Linked DNA regions of Mus musculus: region 2 is linked to region 1. A link is a contact called in public HiChIP or PLAC-seq data. All regions are on one chromosome and are shown on one strand. The core of a region is the stretch at or near the end of the contact, and the rest is flanking DNA. Distances in the headings are between cores, read along the strand shown.

The links. HiChIP or PLAC-seq counts read pairs in DNA pulled down with a chosen protein or histone mark.
Region 2: an H3K4me3 HiChIP or PLAC-seq map of craniofacial prominence shows a contact between it and region 1, with 4 times the contacts expected there. The contact joins the enhancer-like site here to the promoter of Dtd1 in region 1. A contact is called at or near these places in 8 of 39 promoter capture datasets (cranial neural crest, embryonic stem cells, frontonasal cranial neural crest and 5 more), 2 of 484 Hi-C or Micro-C datasets (cochlea and nephron progenitors), 9 of 115 datasets of contacts at active chromatin or transcription factors (SST interneurons, astrocytes, craniofacial prominence and 6 more) and 1 of 9 other capture datasets (macrophages).

Annotation. Positions count from the first base shown.
Region 1 is chr2:144,598,168-144,603,440 of GRCm38.p6, forward strand. Dtd1 (D-tyrosyl-tRNA deacylase 1) reads left to right here and starts at 1,786. Exons shown (of 6, transcript NM_025314.3): 1 at 1,786-1,924. The coding sequence starts at 1,882.
Region 2 is chr2:145,514,119-145,519,068 of GRCm38.p6, forward strand. It overlaps Slc24a3 (solute carrier family 24 (sodium/potassium/calcium exchanger), member 3), which reads left to right. Exons shown (of 17, transcript NM_001356497.1): 5 at 4,284-4,368; 6 at 4,726-4,829. Among named protein-coding and RNA genes, the nearest start is that of Gm14092, 38 kb to the right of the region's middle. Within about 2 kb of position 3,448, at least 60 of the 459 cell types and tissues checked have an H3K27ac peak or open chromatin away from gene starts, as enhancers often do. A contact at or near this core is called in craniofacial prominence, neural tube and second pharyngeal arch cranial neural crest, where this site is marked.

The DNA of each region.
Region 1 (5,273 bases), core at 536-3,035:
AATGTTCCTGATTTAGGTTTTTTAAACAATTAGATGCAGAGTCTCCTGCAGTGCAGTTTGCATTTCGATTGTACAGTTCCACCCTTGAACTGATGCTCCTGCCTCTCTACCTCCTGAGCGCTGGGATTCCAGGTAAGTGTTGCCATCCCTGGCTTATATGATGCTAAGGGCTGAACCTAGGGCTTCCTACATGGTAGCTAAGTACTATGTTCCACTGAGCTACACTTCTAGCCCCAGGTTAAGTTTTGTTGTTGCAGAATTACCACTGTATCCTTCAATATCAGGAAGCATGTGACTGACACCCATTGATCTTGCTGCTGCTGCTGCTGGTGGTATCCTTGACAATTTAACTCATGCAATTTTGCATTCACTATTTAATATTTAAGCATAATATAAAAGGCTCCCAGTCCTTAGCACAACTGACTCCATAAAACTCAGTATGTAGATAGTACCACTTGCCAGAGTGAAAAGGAAGACCGAATCTATCAAATGCACTAAGCTTGCCTTTTGACTTCTGTAATTGCTTTAGCCTAACTGTGCTTATTAACTGAAGTATGTCAACCGAGGAATTTTTTTTTTTTTTTTGCTTAAATGCTCACTCTAAAAGAATCTGAGCTTTAATGAGATCCTGAACACCCAGTGTAGTTGCCAGTTGGCTAATAAAGACTTTCTACTGGCTTAACCCCGGTCTGAGTAGTCTTATCTGATGGATACCCCACAATAATACACATTTCTAGGCCTTTTTTGTTTTTGTTTTTGTTTTTTTGGGGGGGTGAGGGGGAAAGCAACATCTCACTCTGTATTTCATGCTGGCCTTGAACTTCAGCGTGATCCTCATACTGCAGCCTCCAGAATGCTTGGATCACAGATGTTCAACCACCATTCCTTAGAGTATTTCGGGCCAAATAACAGTTCTATCAAATTGCTTTCTAACAAATGCTTTTCTGAATCTGCTAATCCTGGAAGAGGCGTTCAAAGCAAAGACACTCTGAAATGGGTGAACTTTTTCTGATACTCCTATTTCGTTTTTAAGGGAAAGTCTCATTACATTGCCCACATTGGTGGTCTTGAACTCATGGACTTAAAACACTTTCCCGCTTCATCTCAAGTAGCTGGGACTATCTCCCCCCCCCCCCATTCTTCTTTTTCTTTGTTTAATTATAAACACATGGACTACCACTGGACTATGAAGATGTTATTTTTTAGTGATGAAAACTTAGTACAGTAATAGCTATACAGTTCTTTGCAGCCATCTAAGCATCTTTACAGCCCATCCAAATTTCCTAACAACCCTATGATAGGGCTAAGTATTAGATTTGTATTAGGAAGGAATTAGAATTCTAGACTGATAGACCTATTAACTATTGTGTCTAAGGTAAATCAATAGTTATGTAGTTAAATGGCTATGTTAGCAGCAGGTCCTTTTGTTTTTAGCAACAGGATTGCTGCTGAGGCTACAGAACAAGTGAAGATTTTGGAAAATCTGTGACCGGAGGATTGGAAAAGAGGGAGAAAAGCAGGAAAAAAACTTAAGGGTAAAACTGAAAGAGAAAGAAACTGGAGCAGAAATTAATGAGTGTCTGGACATAGTGGAGACTAGGCTGGCAGTTTGGGACTATAGTGCTTAAGAAGGAGTTCAGGGGTGGATAGGGCGGCGCCTACCACAAATGGACTAGGTTATGCATAGGTGACAGGTGAGGGTGATTGACATGGGCGGGGCCAATTGGATAGGTGTGGCCGACGTGGGCGGGACGCAGCTCTGTGGAATGGGTCCTCACGGAGCTCTTCCGGTGTTGCCGGTAGAGGGCGCCGGTCGAGGAGCCACCGGCGGAGTCGCAAGGTCTGACCACACAGCAAATTCCAGTCGCTACAGCCGCCGCCATGAAGGCCGTGGTGCAGCGCGTCACTCGGGCTAGCGTCACAGGTCAGTCGGGCGGGCCGGGGAGAGAGCAGCCTCTGACCCCCGCGACCCGCTGTTCCGTGTGAGGGTTCCCCGCAGCCCCGAGTTACCGGGCAGCCTCTGGGCAGCGCCGTGGCCGAGAAGATCCGGCACGTGCCTGGCCGCTCATGGGTTCAGGCTCCGTGCTTTCGTTGCTACATAAACCCTCATCTCCGTCGTCATCACCATTATAATCATCATCATTATCTTTGTGAGTGTGTGTGTGTGTTCCTCACAGACAAGGTGCCAGAACCTGTGAGCATCCCCAGGGCCCGTTGTTGAATGCACTGTTGCACAAACAACACATAGGGGAGATTTCCGGAGCGGAATCGCTCGTTTATCCACCGCTCTGTCTGAGATGTAGCATTTTAACAACCCCCTTTTGCATATCTTTTCTTTTTAAAATAGAACTTGGCTCATGATAAAATGGACAGACGGAGGAATTGCTAATTGTTTGAGCTCTGGCAGCTTTGAGCAAATATCTGCTGGCATCCTCACTGGGTGCAGAACATCCCTTGCTTGCACCTGGATGTCGGTCTCTGAACCTTCAGCCATGGGTCAGAACCACAGAATTCAAGATGACGTGCTTCTCTTTCCCATTAATTAATATAGACCCAGATGCTCAGCCATTAGCCATCAGTTGAATGTGGGAGGCTAGTTGAAATATTCAGGATCCAGCTACTGTAGTTATTTGAAAAGTGTTAAAAAAATAGAAACGACTGGTGCCATTCTTTTAGTCTTTTAAGTTAAAGAAATAAATACATTTATTTATTTGGTGTGTGTGTTTCTGTGTGTAACAGGCCAGAGAACAATTTAGATGTGCCACCACCATGTGGGTCCTTGGGATTCAACTCATGGAATTAGGCTTGGCAGCAAGTCTACCCATCACTCATTTAGCTAGCTTGCTTTCTCTCTTTCTTTCTTTCTTTCTTTCTTTCTTTCTTTCCTTTTCGAGACAGGGTTTCTCTGTTTAGCCTTGTCTGGCCAGGAACTCACTCCGTAGACTAGGCTGGCCTTGAACTCACAGATCCACCTGCCTCTGCCTCCCAAGTGCTGGGATTAAAGGTGTCTACCACCATTGCCCAGCTGTGTTTATAGAGGCAGAAGTACATTTTCAGGTCAGATGCCAAGGCCTGTAGTCACAGCCACTTTGGAGGCTGGGGAAGGAGCTGTGTTGAGCCCAGGAATTGGACAACAGAAAGCAGATTGGACAACAAAAGAGTCTCTAAGATTCCCCCTCCTCACCAAAGCTTCAGATCAAGCAATACAGATATCTTTTTCTTTAAACCATTTTATACTAAATACATGGTTTTGAGTTTAAAGCTAGACCCAAGACTCCTCCCCAACCAAGTAGCCAAACCACATATTTAGACTCGAGAGTCCACCTTCTAATCCTGCTTAATGAGTTGCAAGCTGTTCTGTTAACTTTGGTTTTGGAAATCATCCTGGACTAATAAGGAGCAGAATAGGAGAGGAGTTTATGGGACTCTAATAACATTTCAGTAAATATTGAGCACATGAAAACTGGAAAAATTCACTGATGAAAGATGGTTTTGCTCTTTGGGGGGGAGAAGCTGTCTACTTGATGTGGTTATCACCAACAGATTTAAATTTTGAGCTTTGGCTCCTTAAGCCCCCAATCCCGCTGATCTGGACTTTGGAAAATGTACCTTTGCTTGTAGGTGGTGGCCTATTCCTATCATCCCAGCACCCTGGGTTGAGTCCAGCATGGGCCACCTACCTGGTGAGTTGAAGTGCAGACTGAAGCTACCTAGTGAAACCCTCTCCTACCAAACCAAGCCTGGCATGTGTGAGGCCCTGGGCTGGCACTTGCACAAAGTGTCTAACACTCTTGGGATTTCCCTAGGGAGCCCTTTGATCATACTCGAGCGTAAGCTAATGAGAAATTTCAGGATAAGAGTGAGGGAGTGACCTGAATGACAGTCACTTGCTGAGAGTGGATGGGCCATTGCCTGTAGTTTCCAGGTATGTTCCAGGATATGTTTGAGTAGTAATGGGTCATTCTCAAGAAGTTGTGAAGGGGAACAACTTATTTCCACCATTTGAAGCAATTATGAAGGGCCTGTATGGTGACTTAGCCAGTTACAAGCGTTTGCCACCAAGCCTGAGGACCTGAAGAGAGAACTAACTCCTACAAGTTGTCCTCTGACCTCCACATGCATGCACACATCCATGTCACATGAGTAGATGAATCAACATAAAAATCCAGTCAACTGTAATAATGTAAATAAATGACCCTAATTAATGGAATGGCAAATAATGTAAATGAGACCCCAGGTGTACCTGCAGTCTATGCTTGTGGGGTCCTAGGCTGCTAAAGAGGTTGCTAGGTACATTGCTCAGAGAAGAGTGCAAAGTCCAAACCAAGTGGAGTCCTAGTTAGCTAAATGTTCCCTATGCTTGCTTGCCTCATTACTTTGATACTTGTGTGCTGAAGATAATAGTAGGAAATATTAAAAGCCATTCTTTTCTACAAGCCATGATGTTTCTGAGCATAAAGAGCATAAAACTTGGTGTGTAGTATAAAAACATTACAATTGAACATGGGAGAGTATCAAGTCTGTGTAGAGTCGTTTCGGGCAGTGTTTGTTGATGTCGTGTGGCATGTGTGCATGTTTTGTGTTCAGAACAAAGGCTGCATTGAAGTGGCTTCATGAAGCAGCATGAATGAGTACTGCCAGTGTACCTCGGACACAGTTTGTGTTTGGTTTTGCCTTAAGTTTTGGTGTCTGTGTACTCAGAAACCTTTTCTTTTTGCCAGTTTTCTTTTTCCATGTGACCCTTGCCTTTTGTCATGTGGATCCATATATAATTACAATTGGAAGCTGAGGAAGCTGGGGCTTGGTATGTGCTCCCTTTTAGGAATATTTGCAGATATTAGTGCACAGCAGAAGCAACACACACACACACACACACACACACACGCACGCACGCACACACACACACACACACACACACACACACGCACGCACACAGTGGCAGAGTCCATTCTAGTGCTCAGCAGAAGCCACCCCCACCCTCACCCCCATCCCTGCGCACAATGGCAGAGTTTATTGTTCTATTCCTCCTGGAACATTAGGTCAGTACAAAATGAAATAAAAAAAGAAAAACAACAACAGTAATATAGTGAGACTGGGCAAAAGGAGGAAATTATCAAGGTTGCCACTTAAAATATGAGTTTAATTTCACCGACATAATGATGAATTTAGTCTAAATACTGTGCCAGAATTTTGAGATACTGGCTGAAAGTAGTAGGAAGTACATTTGACTATAAATACATACAGAGATATTAGCATGGTGTTCTTAGAGTTTT
Region 2 (4,950 bases), core at 2,198-4,697, 920 kb after region 1:
GGTCCCAGGGGATGCTGAGGATGCTGGTCTGCAAACTTCACGTGGAAGATTATTAACCTAGGCTGTTTCTTCCAAGCCTTGGACGTTTGTTCATTTTGTACTTAGGGATAAGCAGTCATTGCACACCGATCCTAGAAAGGTTACGGAAGTGTGTTCCTCTTTGCAGTGACAGTAGATCAAAGAAAGTAAAGTGGCACCTGAAATGCACTGTATTCTAGTGGGGACAGGAGTGTCACAGTGATCCAGCCTGGGAATAGGCTCACCTTGTGTCAAAGGCAAGAAAACGTTCAGTCCTTAGTGGGGGCACTTGCGCTCCTTCAGTATTCATGGCAGGTGGTTTCCAAATCCTCAGATGGTCAACTCCCTTCTTACTGGAGTAGTGGAGGACTGTCAAGTTCCAACCATATCTAGATGACGCACAATTTCAGTGCATGGAAGGATCTGTCAGAGTAGACTCCTCAGAGGGAGATGATGAAGGAAAAGCTTGTTCATGTTTAGTGAGAATACAGGTTCACTTTGGCTTTCCACCCATGATTAGTTGTGTCAGTGACTGAAGAGCACACACAGGGCCCACTGACCAACAGTTGGTACTTCACACTTACACAAAGCAAAATGGCTCTACCTTTCCCCAGAAAAGTTTCTTTTGTTGTCAATAACAAAGGTAGTTATTGCACCCCAGAAATATTAAATACAGCCATCAACTTGTACCCTCCAATAAGGAAACACATAGAATTTTTGAGGACACACACATCCTTCTAGAGAGAAAAAAAACAAAGTAGCTGGCAGGACAGAAGAGAGTAGAGTGAGACTTTACAAAAAGCTAGGAAGGAAAGAAAACGTTTGATGGGATAAAGATACTGTTTTGACTGGGCCCTGGGTTACAGGAAGCTGGCTGTGTAGCTAAGTCAGTATGGGTTAAATGTGCCTATTCTCTCTTTAACCACGTCTAGGATTCTACCAGGTAACCACAGTTAGCTTCCCTCTAGAAATCAAGAGACAAAAATGCAGGGACTCAGAGCATCCCACCAGTGGCCACACAGATATTTAGGAATGGAGTCCAGGTCAGTCTGAGCTTACCACTGGGTCGTCTTCTTACCTGTTGCAACTCTGCAACCACTTACAACAGGTTTTTGTCAAAACTGGCTCTGCCTCTGGGGTACACAGCTATCCAGGGAGAAGGAATGCAGATGAAGGGCCTCCCTTCCAAGAATGCTCCCTGTTCCCATCCCAGTCCAGTTTTAGGAGCAAAGTAGTTGACAAGAAATCATGCCATGCCCCATGCCTATCTCTGAGTGCAGCTCCATGTACTTAAAGCCATCCTAGTTGCTGGACTCATGGCATGCCTGGAGCAAAGTTTGTATCTCCTTTGAGAGCTGTGTTTGTCTTCTGAGAGCCTGTGGCCAACTCTGAAGTTCCATTCTTTCACAGGATGGAGGGTGGTGGTGATACAGGACCACCCTCTTGCAGCTTAGCAGGATTTCCTAGCCTGGGACTCTATACCATCTTTTCTTTCCCTAATCCCTTTACAGAGAGGTGATAGTGTATGCTCAGAGCTTGCTCTCAGATTAACTTGGGCTAAACGGAGATGTTCAAGGAGATGCTGTTTAGACTTTGGTGAAAAATGATTCTAGAAAGAAATCCACATTGTGCAATAAGTCATAGCTTGGAGGGGGATCAAGTTCAAACCAGGAAAAAAACGTTAAGCAGAAAAGAGAAAGGAGCCAATATGGCAGCAACAGGCCAGGTGAGTCACTAAATTTTAGACAGTCATGAGGTTGCATGAGGGAACCCACAAAGGTGTTAGAGTCCTTTGTCAACAGTAAATAGACAGACTCAGACTCTGCTACACTAAAGCAAAGACAGAAAGATGTTTCAGAAAGAGCCAACAAGTGAAGACTCAGCAAGGGGAGGACCGTGGCGGCGTTCTTGGTCATGAGATAGCAGCCTGAGGTTGGTCAGAAGGTTTTGCTTGCACAAGGATATCAGATGTCAAGAGTAGGACACCCAGGAAGCCATGAAAGCAGTAATGGGGCCTCCTGGGCTGTGGGGGAGAGAGACTGCCCACTCTAAGTACTGTAAACACTGAGCTAGGCTCTTCCTCAGCTAAGCTGCTTGCCAAAGGCTGGGAAGGAAACTAGGGAGTGCACAGCCCGGCTCTGGCCATTTGTGGGCTTAGAAACCACTGAGTAACCCACAACATTCCACCTTCTCCATATAGGTTCCACAGCCAGGCATTCAACCTTGGATCAAACCGATCCAACTCTTTCTATTGTGGTTGTTTTGGGTTTGGGGGTGGAGGGTTGTTTGTTTAGTTGGTTGGTTGGTTGGTTTGGTTTGGTTTTTCAAAACAGGGTCTCTGTGTGCAGCCCTGGCTGTCCTGGAATTCACTGTATAGATCAAGCTGGCCTTGAATTCACAGATCTGCCTGTCTCTGAATGAGTGCTGGGATTAAAAGCATGCACCACTATGCTTAGGAGATCCAACTTTTTTTTTTTTTAATTTGGATCAGTATGGAGCAGATACAGAGAGTCTTCCTTATTGGTATGCCCTGGACAATACAGGTTTTTACATGGCATTTACATTGTGTTAGGGATTGTTAGCAATCTAGAGATGATTGACAGAACATGGGAAAATGTATCTGTTATATGCAAACACTGCAGTATTTTATATGAAATTTGAACACTGCTTGGGTTTGAGTATGACTAACCCCACTGATCTCAAAGGCTGACTGCATTCATAGACAGTTGGATGAAGCCAGTGGGGACTTGGTGCAGAGAAAAGGAATCAAGTGATAGATTCCGCCCTGGTACCCATGCAGGGCTGTGTGGAGGGATGGACCAAAGGGGCCTGAAGGAAAGGGCTCATTTAGGAACAAGCAGAGAATACCTGAGCCACTGGATCTAAATGAGAATGACAGGACCTGTTGTTCCTGGGGAGCCCAGGGTGTCCAGCTGTGGTGAATTATTCTCCGCTCTGGATGAAGCTTAGGAAAATTCTCCCTGGCCCTCATCATAGCCGCTAGCAGTGCAGAAGCAAGAGGACCTCGTGACTAGTGATTCTAAGAGGCCAGTGCAGTATTGCCAGGCTGGAGTGTATTAGGCATAAAGGAGGGTGGAAAGGAAGGAGATGTGGAAGCAAGAGTGAAACTGGACATATGGCCAAGCCTCATAAGCAACCATTACTACCAGTCCATAGATCTTGGAAGGGAAGCACAGCAACTCAAGGCGATTCCGGGAGCTCATTTTTGGCTTGCTGTCTTCCCGCCATCCCCATCTATTGAGATTCCAGTGCTGGGGCTTCCGCACCAGCCAAGGTTTTTAGTGCTGAGGTACCATCTCAGGGTCTCCTCAGTACCCCATGAGAACCTCAACGGTGAGCATGCCTCTATCTGTAGCACCTCCAAGGCCACACTGCCTCTGTGTGGCCAAGCATGGAAGTGCAGCCACTGGTGCTGCTGAGAAAGAAAGAAAGAAGGCTGGCAGTGGAAACTGGAAGTCTCTGCCCTGATGCCCGAAGGGAACTGGCTGCTTCCCAACCGCTGGCAGCTTACTTTCTGGGCCACGGTGGAATTCCGGAAAGCTAAACACACCAACCAGCCTCTCGTGTACATTCATCTTGTGTTCTTGAAAACCACCTTCCCGTTTAACCAACAGGGTGACTTGAGATTTGGGGGAAATGGGCTGCATTATTTTCTAGTCTGTCTCAAGTCTTCTCTCATGACGTGCTACCCAGAGTTTGAAGGTCGAGGGTTTGGAGTGTGCTTCAGGACAGTGACTACTCCCTGGATCTACTAACCTCTCGCAAATTGGCGGCTATGAGATTGAAGTTATTCAAAAGCACTATAACAGCCATGGTGTTTGCACACAACTCTAGATCACACACATCTCTTCTAAAATCAGTGTCTGCAGACACCAAGGGAGCTGACCACAGCTGCCATTAGAAAGAAAATGGCTGTCCGCCGCTGTCCAGGATGTTTTTGACTCGCTACTCCACCCTCCTGGTTATCAACTAGACATCCTCTTGATAGATTTGGGTTACAGACTCCTAAATCTTCTGTAAGGACATTGGCTAATGAGAGTCATGTAGTCCCTGCTGATCTTGCAAGTGAGGATGCTGAGCAGAGAGCAGGAGCAGCCAGGCTCTGAGTGGAGGGATAGTGAGAGGGACTGAACCCAGCCCCTGGGTCCTTCTGAAGTCCCCGTGCTTAGGACCTCAGGAGCCACAGGCATGTGTTTCCCAAGGAAAGATCCCATCTCACCTGTCTTGTCTTTGCTCCCATGCAGCGCCTCCACCTCAGTGAAGATGTGGCAGGAGCCACATTCATGGCAGCAGGCAGCTCGGCCCCAGAGCTGTTCACGTCGGTCATAGGTAGGTGATGCTAAGAGAATGTCTCAGCCCTTACCTATATAAGAAAAAGGGGTTCTAGGGAAGAAGGTCCTCAAATTTGAGTTGTCTCCCACTTATAAAAAATTAACTTCATAGATCCCAAGCAGAACCTTCCACTCTGCTGTGGCCATTCACTGGTTTAACTGTGTGCGAACTTTTCCTAGACCCAGGGACGTTGCTACTAAGGAAAAGTCTAACCTCTGGGTTCAAAAACTCCCTCCAAAACTTGCCTATTTCCTCTGGATCCTCAGTATAGTCTAGAACTAGGAGATGTCCTTCGAATGTCCTTGGGATGCAGCTGGACCACTACAGCCAGATTGGTGTTGGTTTGTGTTTCAGGAGTCTTCATCACAAAGGGTGATGTGGGAGTTGGCACCATCGTGGGCTCTGCCGTGTTCAACATCCTGTGCATCATTGGCGTCTGCGGGCTCTTTGCAGGGCAGGTAGGACTGGCAACTCCTTTGCGATGGTTCTACTTGATATCGAGAAGATGGAAGTATGGAGCCGAGGCAGGGACCATCATGTTGGAATTCACCCACACTGGCGCCTTGGGCAGTGTGATTG